Regions from separate parts of the Mus musculus genome. Here region 1 is linked to region 2. The links are chromatin contacts, called in public HiChIP or PLAC-seq maps. All regions are on one chromosome and are shown on one strand. Each heading gives the region's core, a stretch centred on a gene start, on an enhancer-like site or on the middle of the called end of the contact. The rest is flanking DNA. Distances are from core to core; before and after follow the strand shown.

The links. HiChIP or PLAC-seq counts read pairs in DNA pulled down with a chosen protein or histone mark.
Region 1: a BATF HiChIP or PLAC-seq map of CD8 T cells shows a contact between it and region 2, with 5 read pairs. The contact joins two enhancer-like sites. A contact is called at or near these places in 8 of 39 promoter capture datasets (3T3-L1-derived adipocytes, the HPC-7 cell line, embryonic stem cells and 5 more), 14 of 484 Hi-C or Micro-C datasets (the AML12 cell line, cerebral cortex, cortical glia and 5 more), 17 of 115 datasets of contacts at active chromatin or transcription factors (CD8 T cells, astrocytes, bone marrow-derived macrophages and 11 more) and 1 of 9 other capture datasets (embryonic stem cells).

What each region holds. Positions count from the first base shown.
Region 1 is chr13:107,865,371-107,871,929 of GRCm38.p6, forward strand. All of the region lies in intron 5 of Zswim6 (zinc finger SWIM-type containing 6), which reads right to left. Among named protein-coding and RNA genes, the nearest start is that of Zswim6, 21 kb to the right of the region's middle. Within about 2 kb of position 1,676, at least 25 of the 459 cell types and tissues checked have an H3K27ac peak or open chromatin away from gene starts, as enhancers often do. A contact at or near this core is called in CD8 T cells, where this site is marked.
Region 2 is chr13:107,641,823-107,648,080 of GRCm38.p6, forward strand. It overlaps Gm32186 (a long non-coding RNA gene), which reads right to left. Exons shown (of 8, transcript XR_873933.2): 4 at 624-4,579. Among named protein-coding and RNA genes, the nearest start is that of Gm32186, 19 kb to the right of the region's middle. Within about 2 kb of position 4,074, at least 66 of the 459 cell types and tissues checked have an H3K27ac peak or open chromatin away from gene starts, as enhancers often do. A contact at or near this core is called in CD8 T cells, where this site is marked.

The DNA.
Region 1 (6,559 bases), core at 426-2,925, 220 kb after region 2:
AATGTGATCATTACATTATCTTCTAATCTAAAGGGAACACTTGTTTTTGTATCTTCAGAAATAGAAATTATGCTGTATAGGCTATTCCAAAGTCCTAGCTGCTAAAGTTAATAGCAAAAACTGTAAATGAATCTTTGTCTTTTAAATAATATTTAAACACATTTTGCTTCCTTCGAGGACGGCTGAGACACTAGCACCTCTCAGTAGCTTAGTCTTGTTTTTCCCTTTGTCTGGTTTTCTGTGGCAGGAGCTATGGATTCCAGGCTGGTCTCAATCAAACTCATGATCACGTGTCTCAGCCTGGTGATTACTGGGACTAGAGGTGTGCAACCAGCATGCCTAGCCCACACTAAGCATTTTTAGGTCTGTCCTGATATCTTGGCTTTCTCCCCAACATCTACAAGTCAATTAATGCCATTAAGTCATTTGGGTGAGTTAAAATGTCTATGGCGTGATAAGCAGGATCTCTGGAAGCTTCACTAGAATCAATGTGATGGAAGGGAAAGTATACGGGAAGTGTGTGCCGTTTATTGTATGATCTTTTAAATATACTAGTAATTCCATTTGTAAAGCTTTGTCACACATCGAAAAAAAAGGTAACAACATAGAATAACAGTGACCTAGAGCAGAGTACAACCCAAGAAGTCTGGCTTCCTAATGCAGGGCAAAGAATCTTCCCACTCTTTTTTTTTTTTACGCTGCAATTATTTGTTTGCCTCAGATATTTATGGTCTCTGGATAAGAGCACAGGAAGCTCCCCTAACCTAAGGTATCTGTAAAACTACTACACTGGCTTAAGAAACAGGGTTTGCAAATGGTGATTCAGTTGTGATTCACTCACAGGTCAAAAAATCAATGCGGTCGGTCACACAAAGCATTTTCTAATGGAACTGAGGAAGCGTTATTAAGAACATCAGTGAGCATGGCGTGTTTTAAGGATTAAGTCTTTTCTTACGAAGCTTTTTTTTTAAATTAATAGTTTTGTGTGTGTGTGTGTGTGTGTGTGTGTGTGTACTGTGTTGTATGTATAGTCTCACTTTCTCACTTTGAAAGAAGACTGTCTAAAAACAGTCTAAAATGACTGCCACACCTAAGCAGACTTCAATAAAAGACAAAGAGTCCTGAGACCTGAGGTAAAGCCTGAGAGGACAGCATCACTCGGCGGCTGCTACCACTTCAGGTCCCTGGGTTAAAGTGTGCTTCCTAGGGGGACACGCCTGCTGGCTGCAGAGCCTTCAGGAGATGAAGGCCACTGCTAAGCCTTGGGTCACTCTCAGGAGGCCTGCTGTGCTCCAGGGGACTATAGGACCCTAGTTCTTTCCCAGCTGTCTTTCTCTTTTTCATCTGACTTTAGGTGAGTCTGCTCCACCATACATCCCTGCACAGCCCAAAACCACAGAGCAACCACGCATGAACTGGAGCTTGTAAAACCAAGCATCATGGGCCATGACCTAAGCAGTGTGCTCCACCACAGGACCCTCCAGTAGGCCTAGAGGGCCGGAGCAGGTAGACATGGCCAATCTTAGACTGGAACCTCCAAAGACGCAGGATAAAATTAATCTGTCATCTTCGTAATTATCTCCAGGAACCCTTTTCACAGCAACTCGAAGGTGACTACCACAGTGACACAGAAAATTCTGGAAGGCTTGACATTAACCACAAAAACCAAGGGAGGAGAGGCACAGAGAGGTAGCAGGAAACCAAAGAGCTGACACTCTCCCTCAAACTTTCTCTAGTGTAGCAAAGCAAAGCAAAACAAAACAAAAAATAACCTCAAAGTTAAGAGGTCTATCTTATGAACCTCCCATTTTTACAAAGTTAGGTGTGAGCAGGTAAAGAACTGGAGAATACTAGGAAATAAGAGTTGAAAAGCTTCCTACAGAGCCTGGGAGTATTTTCACTCCACTGATACAGACCTAGAAATCTGTGTTTGATATTTTATGGTGGATACTTTATAACAGGGTTGGATGTCCATGTAAATCACCTATTTGCACATCTGAAGATACTGTAGGAGAACTTATTTTATGGCAACTTATTTTAGGGCTATTTGTTCTCTAGGTGTCACAATATCTCATAGTGAATTCTATTTTATTATTAATTTTTTTCACTATCTTCTTGGAAATCTTGGCAATTCTCCTCATTTTAAAAGTAAGAGGTTGAGACATTCCCCCAAGTGATCTAACGGAAGCCCTGGCCTCCAGTCAGCTGGGGGGTCCACCCTCAGTTCTACTGCTTATCCTAGTTAAGTGTTTCTTTTTTAAAGTAAGTCAACGGCTGGTGTCGCACTTAGCGTACACACTGCAGAGCGGGCAGATGTTGGGCACTGGAAAGTGAGTGTTCTCCAGTTCCTGGGCCTCCTCTTGCTCAAGGAGAGCCTGCAGACTCCTCAGAGACTGTACCGTCTCTTCAGTAGGAGAAGGCACAACAATGTCTGCTTGCTGTTTTTATTACACTTTAATACAAAAATGAACATTAAAAGCATATTATATCTAAATTCCAACTCAATCCGAGACAGTGATCAATATTTAAGAAAGGGAGAAAAGGAAGAAAAGCAAGAACCTTCATAAGAGGAGGGAATCGTGTCTCAGTGCAGCTCTATAGTGCTCAAGGCCAGAACATACCGTAAACACTCCTAGGGATTAAAGGTCAGGGAAAAACCAAGGTGAAACAGAAGCCGAAACGTCCCCGTGTGTTGGCTACAAAATCAGTGATGATGTGAAGAGAAGTGCTCCAGAGAAATCAAAAGAAAAGTGTTAAATAAGAAAAAAAATTATTTATATATATGTGTGTGTATGTGTGTATATATATATATATATATATATATATATATATATATATATGAGAGAGAGAGAGAGAAACAGCCACTCATTTGGGGCGCTCAGCAACAAGGATAAAGATCCAATCATCAGACACAGAAGCACAACCCAAGGAGGAGCTCAGGGAAAGGCTGCGATAACACTGCCTGAATCCGCGTTCTAACTCTGCCGTACATACCTGTCTGACGTGCCTCAAGTCTCTGCATGTGTAATGACAAAAGTGGCACTTGGACTGAAAGTCTACCAACTACATATTCCAAACTCCCGTGTCATTTGTCTTCCAGTTTGGTTCTGCCCGTGGGAACAGTAACAGGAAACTGTAAGATGAGGAGGGAAAGACCTTTGGTTCCTGTTTCAAGTGGTACCCACAGGCACAGCAGCAAAGGGCTGAACATGGCCCGCATCATCTGTGTGGTTTCTAAGCAGCAGAATCTAAGCTACGCAACAGATCACTCAGCCCTCGTCTGACCCAGGGAGTGGGTAGCATCTCCTCCTCACTTTGTCCCTTTGTCCCTTCAGAACTCACCTATGCCATGTGCTCACACACATAAACCTACTTTAAACCCATTCGCTGATCCAGCATTAACCTCAACACTTTCGCCCTCAGCTCCTTCCAAATGCATTGTAACCAATTTTGTGTATTAAATCCCTTTCTGCTCAAAACGCCTGGTGCTTCTTTCATGAGCAGACTGTGGACACCACTAACACATCATTGGAGATTGCTCTAATACAATGAATTTTAAAAGTACTTCTGACCGCTGCCTGGCACCTTCAAAGGAGGATGTAAATATTAACACTTCATACTCTATGAACTGCTTAAGCTAGGGGATGAGAGCAAGCTGCTAAACGGGAAATGACAGTGTTTCCTGGGTCTGCCATCCGATGGCACTAACAACCATGGGCAGCTTGGTAACCCCTCAACTAGGAAGAGTCAAAATAGACCGACAACAGGAAGAAAGCATCAAACTCCAAAAAACCCACAAAAGCCATCGCCTGTGGTCTCAAGTCCCTGTAAAGAATTCCCCGGATGCAGTAAAATTATTTCAAAAAACATTTTAGTTTTCATAAACATGTACGTACTCTAGTAAGAAGACTATTATAGTCAGATTTTTTAACATTAAAAATTCCTCTCAAATATTTTAATTAAAATACCGCTTCATTTGAAAGTGCAGTAACTAGATGTGCCACTTCTAAGCCTGTTTGCCCACAGAGCCTGGGCTCCGTGACACTGTATCTCAGGACTCCTGATCACTACCAAGGTACACACCACTCTCTGAACTCCTGGGTCACCTGGCTTTTCCTGGGGTTCAGCCTGTGAGAGGCACTGGGGGAAGGCTGGCAGGAAAAGCGGAGAAGCCACAATGACTTTTTTCCCCTTTCTCTAGTTCCAGCAGGGTTCCCACAATCCTCCCTCCTGGGCACGTCATCACCTTGCTGTGGATCTTTGGCCAGTCCATCATCTTATCTTGACTTCTTTGTGTGCGCAATCAAATTTAGTTTCTAGAATCTGTCTTGAAGATCCAGGTTCTCTTTCTCTGTGTGACACTGAACAGTGCATACTAAGCCAATGGTGATGTTAATATTTAAATTACTTGGAAGACATTAAAATCCCAAGGTGCTGGATCCTAGCTTCAACTTTCCAGTCAGTATACTCACATGTCTAACCAAATCCCAGGTGATGACGAACCTGCTGATCCAGGGACCACAATGAAAACTATTACAAAAGAAATTACCCACTGGTCTGTCTCCCTGTTATGTTTAATCCGATGCCAAATGCACTTTTAAATTCAGGGGAAATCCATTTATCGGTCTTCAAACAAAGAGAAAGTGGGGGTGGAGAGAAGAGCGAGAAAGGGAAGGAGGTGAAGCTTAGAGGCAGCTTCTTCTAATTACCATGAATTCTAGTTTGTTTTAAAGGGATAAGTTTATATCATTTTAGCACTTACTCTATATTCTGCCTAGAAATAAAAAACTTTATAAACACTAACTCACTGAACTTCCTATGATAATAAGAAGTAATATCTAAGTCCAGATTATTAGCAAACACTTGGCCAATAAAGTGATCATCCCCCACCCTTCATCAGTCTTAGAAATGTAGAACAAAAAATTGTCTCAACCTGAAAGGAAACCAAAATGAAGACTCAGTGTCTTGGATCTAAGTTTTAAGTGTTAAGCTGCTAAAAAGTCAACTTCAAATATATAAGAAAACCATGACAACTAAACTAAAACTAGATCAAAACACCTGCACAATTAGATATTATGCACAGATGTAATTTTAATCTTCTATTAGCCATACTTTAAAGTTTAAAATGTGAAATTAATCATACATTTAACACAAAATGTTACTTCATTTAATTAAGTCATAATATATTTAATTCTTTTTGTTGTCTTCACATTTAAGTCTTCAAAATCTTCTGTGTGTATTATCTCAATTCTAGCCGGCCACATGCCCATGTTCTACATGGAAAGTGCTGCGCATGTGCATGCTCAATGGTGGCACACGGCTAGTGGCTACCGACGCCACAGACATCCACGTCTCTTTCCTCACTGCTTCGATAACCGGCACAGAGCTAACAACTTACTAGTTTTTTCATAAATTATCTGTGAATTCTAATTTAAAAAATTTGAATCCTTAATGTTTCTAGATTGCTTAAAAAGCTCAGGTGACATTGTGGCTGTGGCATCTGTAGCCTATTACTGTCCTTCTTTAACTTCTCTCGGGAGGATCACATGTAACCATCACACCACAAACAAGTGAGGTCCCTTCAGTGAGTTTCGCTCCCAGTCCCAAGGCCAAGCCCCACCTCTGCTTGCTTTCTCTAGCCCAGGGGAGGCGTGAGCAGCCACTACAGGGCTCTGTGGCTCCCTAGGTAAGGAATTCTCATCTCCTGGGCTTGTGAACAGGGAGCTAGCTAGGTCCTAACCACCACCCTCAATCTCCAAGACAAGTATCTGGTCCTATGGTAGGGAACGTGGGGCCAGCTGAGCAAGTTAATACCATTCAATAACAGCACAGAAAACTTGCCTGTGTAGCTAGCAGAAATTTTTATTAAAAAAAAAAAGTCACATTTTTATGTGACTCAAGGATTACTTTAACACTCAATTAAAAGGAGGAAAAACAAATGAATTTAAAGTACTAGCACCTTTAATTCTTCGTGATCCATGAGACCAGACAGAATATATAAAACTTAAAATCTAAGTAGCCTAACAAAAGATCTTACTTGCAGTGGAAAGCCAAAATACAGGTGTGGCCTTTAATGAATATAACTGATAATCAAGACCGAGTCTAAGAATGAAGCATGGATCAAGTTAGCGAAAGCAGCAGCCGGGGATGGAGAGGCCTGACGCTCTGGGCAAATCCCTAAACCTCCCTTAGTATCTAAAGGCCGGAGTATACCTGTTTATTCCAGGATCCACTGATGGAGCACTGTTTAAATTATGCCCTAAAGAATGCAGGGGATTGAGATGGCTCCTGTAAAGCAAAGCAATTTCTGAATCCCTCAAAGATAATGGACTGTTCTTTCACTTACCAGAAAGTGGGGTTTCCTCTGCAAGTAAAACTCCTGCCACAAGCGTAAACATGCTTGTGTGTATGTGTCGGTGTAGCGAGATAATTACATACCTCTGAGGCCTAAGTACATCTGGTGTCACATCGCACCTTAAGCATACAGTTATTTCATTTTGAGCCATTCACTCTAGAGAGTAATTACTCATCCCATAACTTGGTCATAAAAAGCAGAGCT
Region 2 (6,258 bases), core at 2,824-5,323:
TTGAGCTATCCCGTCCCTCAGGTCACAGGAACATAACATCCTATAGGAGATTGACTGGAGTGTCAAAGTCCAGGCCCAGAGTCTGGAACATTTTAACAAACTTTTCAGAAAATTCTTTAAAATTTGAGAAATGTTTGGCTAGGATAAAACTTTTTAGCAATAGCATTCTATGCCCTAATTTAATCGATCTTTCTGGAAGTGAAACCTGGCATCTTTGCGCTTAAGAGCTTCACAGCTTGTTCCAGGGTGCAGCCAAACTAGAGAGCCACTCCTTGGCGGAAGCAGAACTCTGAATCAAAGGGCAAAGCCCAAGGTACTGTGCATGCAGCTGAGTTCCAGTCCTCCAAACAGTCATCAGGCATTTGCCTAGTAACAAGGGATTCCTAAAATATTTGCCCTTTTCTAAGCAGAGGCAACATCAGCCTTTTGAATGGCTACTCATTGTCTGTGCCTCATAAAAATATGTTGGGCCTCCACCGCCCAGGGCTCAAGAGCAGCGTGCCCGTTCCTTTGTGAACCCGGGCCTGCCTGACATGGGAAATGGCCCCTTTTGAGGCCGCTTCTCCTTTTGCTTTTGCCACCCCGGGTATTTGTGATTCTGGACAAGGCATACGCCTCCTTACCACGTCACTTTCCTCATTTGCAGACACAGTGTCCATTGATTTCTTTGGTTAAGCTGACTGGTGTCCCTGGCTCACGGCCAGTGACTATTTCTCTGCAGCCATCCTCAGCTTGGGGGTGAGCCAGGAAGGGGGAGAGAGGGCTGCTCGCTCTGAGCACAGACTCCAAGTGCTCTCTGTCCCGTGAGCTCTCCAAGTGTCAGGTTGTTCTTCTGATTCCCTTCAACATGGGCAGGTCAGGCAGAAGGCCTTGGAAGTAAGTCTGTGAACAGAACCAGCACTAGGCTCCCCTGAAATGTGGGCGTTCAGTGCAGTCCAGGCTCCAGCAGAGCCAGGCTTTAGGGGTACAAGCCAGCTTTCAGGGAACCCTCCGAATGACTTGGATGAGCTCTCTGCAACTATACAGCAATGTACCCACGGTGTAAGTATAGTTGTATCTATAGATGGTGACGATGTATTTCTTTTTAACATTACCATGTCACACAATTGCTACAGTCCTTCTTCCTAACCTATTCCTACTCATTGTTAGTCCCGTTGAGCCATGCACACGTGTTTCATGTGCATGTTACAATTTGATCTTCACCACCATTTGGGGAGATAGTTCCTAATATTATGTTCATTGCACAAATGCAAAACCAGGGTTTAAATAATATGGAAAGTGACAAAGTCTAGATACTGTTGTGTGTACCTCCAGACATGGGGTCAAGCCCTCATCTCTACTCTCAGCGTTTCTTGGAGACAGGGTCTTCCCTCCTGGCTATACTTGTTTGGGAACCAGTTATAGTATATGGCATGATCAAAGTTATTCAGAAACTGGGGAGCAGGGGGAGGGAATAGGGGATTTTCGGAGGGGAAACTAGGAAAGGGGATAACATTTGAAATGCAAATAAAGAAAATATCTAATAAAAAATTATTCAGAAACAGTAACAAAGATTGGAAAATAAAATTAGATTCCATTTTTTAAAAAACCCACAAATTTAATATGAAATATTTTTAAATAAAATAGAATCACTAGGAGAAAATACAAGTAGATAGTTGGGAAATTCCAAAGTGGAAAAGGCCTTTACAAAATAACATCAAAAGCAGAAACCATAAACTAAAGTATTAAGAATCTGGGCTCTGCCAATTTAAACATAAATGTAATCAGCAGACTGAGATATGTCACAGTGGTAGAGCAGTTGCCTAGCTTGTGTCAGGTCCTGGGTTCAGTCCCCGGTATGGGGTTGGTGGTGAATTGGCAACTTGCATTAAATTGCAGAATATAGGGAAAATAGATTGAATGTAAAAAATGTTCTTACAAACTAGTAAGAAAAAGATGAATATTCCAATTAAAAATAAAGTAGGCAAAAGAATAAAGACTATATATACATACTATGTATGTAAATTGTATTGTATGTAGTTGATGAGGACACTTCTGCATTCTCAGCAGGTGGGCGTGTACATTGACATAACCTCTCTAAAGGTTGATTTGATAAAATGTTGCAAAACTTTTTTTAAAAATGCAGAACAGTTGACCCAGGCATGTTGAGGAATACATCTTAAGAAAATAATTAAGGACCTGCATGGTGACACAGCAGGGGGGATGACCCTGAAATGTTGTGGACAGAGGCTTTAGAAATTAAAAAGTGTCACAGTCCTAAAAGACCCAAGAAAGGGATGGCTAAAAATAGCACACTAGAACCTGGCATCAGAAGTGCGGCTTAATCATCAAGGAGGCCCTACACCCATTGACCAGTAATCACTGAAAGGATGCTTGAGTAGAAAGATATCCACAACACATTGTTTGGAAGAAGAAAAACCAGTTATTCTACAAAATAGCCATGCTTGTACCACCGTGTACACGGAAGACTTATCTCTAGGTAATGAGTGTGCTTACTTTTCAGTATTTGCGCTTTTTCATTACTTCTATGATAAAGATGTACTTTTTTTAAAAATAAGAAACAAAATGGAATCTTAGCCATCAGCATGGTGGATCGCCAGCCCTTCTTCTTCTGAGTGGCCTAGCATAGGATGATGGGGATTTGGCTAGTCATGACCTTGACCCACACCTCAGAAGTACCTCCCAACAGCTTCCAAGGGATACTATTTTTGTGGTGGGCATCCACAGGTCCCAAGAAGATTTATCAATTCCAGCAGTCAACCCAGCCTTAACCCCTTCTCTGTCCTCATTTTATTTACAAGAACCCGGGACTCTACTCTGTATCAGGAATCCAGACAGGTGCATGCCCTGACAAGGGTAGCCAGGAAATCAGAGGCACAAATAAAGACAGGATCTGTATTCCAGAGTTGGGTTCTCTCTCTCTCCTTTTAATCTGTCTTTAACACCCCTCTGAAGTCGCCTGTCCTGGGTGAGCTTCAATAGTGATTCATAGTGGTCGCTTTTCTCTGCAAAGTTTGACCCATCCGCATCTGCTGCTGTCCCTAGACCCCTCCCACACACACTCCTGGTCCTGGGCCAAACCCTAGGAACCATCAAAGCAGGTAATGGAGGTCTGCGAGGTGGCAACACAGAAGTCGTCAGGCTCCGGCAGGGTCCCACAGATTTCTGTAAACCCGTTTACAGTTGTTTATTCTCTGACATGGGCAGGAGATACGGTCTCCAGAAATCGGGCTTTTCGTAGTACCTCGGTGCGGGTTCTCAGAGATGCAGTGGAGACCTGTCCTCCACCCTCAGCCCCACCTCCACCCCAGGGCACCGGGTCTCATCTAAACGGAGAATCCTCAGGAAGGGAATCCCCGCCCTGCCCGCAGTCCTGACCCTGGGGCCCCTGGGCCGTTTCCTCTGCTACTCGAGGGGCCTTCTTTGCAGCCCCACATCTCCTTTTGATCAGCCTAGGATCTCGAACCTCGGATCCCATCACCTCCGAGAAGGACTGGGGTCCTGCTCATGAGCCCGCAAAACCTTGGCGTTTTGGGGACCCGGTCCGGCAGGGCGAGGCCTGAGGCTGCGCCCGGAGTTTCCACTGCCCACGCCGTGGGCAGGAGGTGCACTGAGCCCAGTGTCCGGGCACACCGCAGGGCCGCCTGGCACTTGGATGGGGAGGAGACAGGGTCCCCGCCGCCATTGAGAAGATGATCAACGAAAGGAGCCGGGGAAACTGACTCCTGACTCGGTGAACCGAGGTGAAGGTCCCGCGCCCAAACCACTGCCGCTGCCGAAGACCAGAACCCATTCAGGAAAAGATGAAAGATTTTAGAAAGAAAACTGAAATAGTAATAGCAGCGAGAGAGGCAGGGGAGGGGAGGAGAGGGAAGGTCGGTAAATCAGACCTCCGTTCAAGGACTCAGATTTTGCAATAAGCACTTAATTAAAAATAAAATATATTGATGTGGTAAGGCAAGTCGCGTTCCTAGGAAGGTAAAAATACAGTGGACTGACTCCCCCACACCCCAGATGCTCCACCTGCCTGCTGTAATTACAGGGCTTCAGAGAGGAGGGAAAAAAAAACACGACACGGAGAAATCTGCTTGCATATTTTTCCCTCTATTGTGCTCGGCTCATTTGAATTATAATGTGTTGCAGGCCAGAGTAGAAAATTTTGTGCCTTGAATAACGAATCCCCCTGGAGCCCGCGGTACCTGTACTTCTTTTTAGTGTCCACCGAGAATAACGTGTTCGACATTCAAGTGACAACACAGAAAAGGATTTCAAAGCCCCGGGGCTCCAGCACGCTGCACGCCCCGACGGCTCTTCTGCCTGCTCCCTCTTTGCCTTCCAAATGCGGCAAGCTCTTTCTTTACTTAGAATGGGTTCTTCTTTTACACTGCTCCTGGCGGCACCACAGAAATACGGCCAAGACAGGAAGGCGCACATTTCTAGACTCTGAACTGGTCCTGCCCGGAACAAAGCTTCGTGCTAGCTGTCTATCCCAGACCATTCTAAACGAAAACACTGCCATCCCAGGCCAGGCAAGCTTTTTCCGCTGTCAAAATCTCTCGGCTGTGTTGACGCGGGCTCTCTGTTAGAAAGGGTAGCAAACAATCAGTAATTTACGAAAGCAGACAGGGCTTACGTCACAGGCAGTTTGGCAACTTAGTGGATGGTTCTGTGGAGATACTTCTAAGGGGCAAATGCTGGAGGTGGGGGGAGGATATGAAAATGTCATTAAGATGAGAAAATAGAGGATTTACAAGTAATAAAAGCCTCAAAGCAGAACTTGGCAGCAAAGCTCTGTCAAGGCTTTTGTTGTCTTGGTTGAGCATTCTTTCGGGTTTGACATAGTCTTTTTTAAAAATAGGTCATTTTTAGCTAACAAGATTAAAGTTTAGGCTATATGCTATGATAAACCCATTTATCAAAAAAAGAAAAGAAAAATGTAGGACTGATGTAGAAGGATTTTCGATATACATTAGTAAGTATATGTATGTGTATACAGTGTGTGCAATGCACATTATACAGTGTGAAGAAATTTTCTATACTTCATTACATGCTATATTTGCTACTTAATTTTCTATTTGTATTTACCTTATTATATTTAAACATACAAGTGTGTGTGTGTGTGTGTGTGTTTCTTTGTGTATACACATGTATTCAATGTCTATGTTTCTGTAACCATGGGACCATCTCTGTGTTGGTACTGTCTTTTTGCAGGGGATGGTTGTGGATGGAGAATTCCCCTTTTACAAAAATCCAGTCTCGTTTTGTTTTTAAAACAATATAAATTAATTGTTGGTTTAAAAACATAATGAGATGGAGTCATAACTATCAGCCATCTCCTCTACCACAGGCAGAAGACGACTTGGGGCTGAGAAGAGGAGTCGGGGTAGTTGCTGCTGTTGTTTTTAGTAGGTACTTGTGACCATTGCTTCACCTTTTCATCAGGACTGCTAAATGCTTCCCAAAGGAAGCTGGGAGTGAGTTTTGCCTCTGCCTGCCCTCTGCTCTAACAGGAGCGCCAACAGTCAGGGATATGACTTGGAAATGTGATTGGGGAGGGGGGGGCTGACAGGTAAAAGCAACAAACTCAGCATCTTAAAGGACTACACTCATTTACTTTCTGAGTTGGGGCACTTCCTTTGTGTCTAAGGAGCACTTCAAGACTTGTTAAGTGTCTGCATATTAATACTCTCAGAGCTTTGGGCTCCAAAGCAGAGAGCTCCAAAGACTGGGAAAGGCAAAAACTCACCACGCCTTTGGAGCCAGGCTGAACCATCCAAAACAGTTCTGTAGAGTGTAGTGTGAGCTTTCCAGCAGCCAGCGCGTTAGCTTCATTCTCTGAGATAGTCCCTTAAAGAGCTCTCAACACTGCTGCTCTGGAGCTCAATCCAGGATGCCCAGAGAGTGGGCCCAAGGAGCCCAGAATTCTCCAGTCTTGCTAATGCCCAGAATCCTCTAGTCTTGCTTGATACCCAGAATACTCAGAGAAGGGCCATGCTAACAACAGGGGACCATGTTGTTCAGAGACAGAATACGGACATTTCTGTGACAGATTCCTGCCATACAAACCGAAGGAAACAAAGCAACAAAATGCCCTTCCCTCCTTTCCCACTGCTATTAACAAAACCACGACCTTTTCTCCTCTGATAGCAGTTTCTTCAGTACTTCTTGACTCTTTATACCAGAAGATTCTTTGGGACAGAGACTAAGCTGAGCACTGTAGAAAACTTAGCAGCTTGTTAGCCTGGCCTCTGTACACTA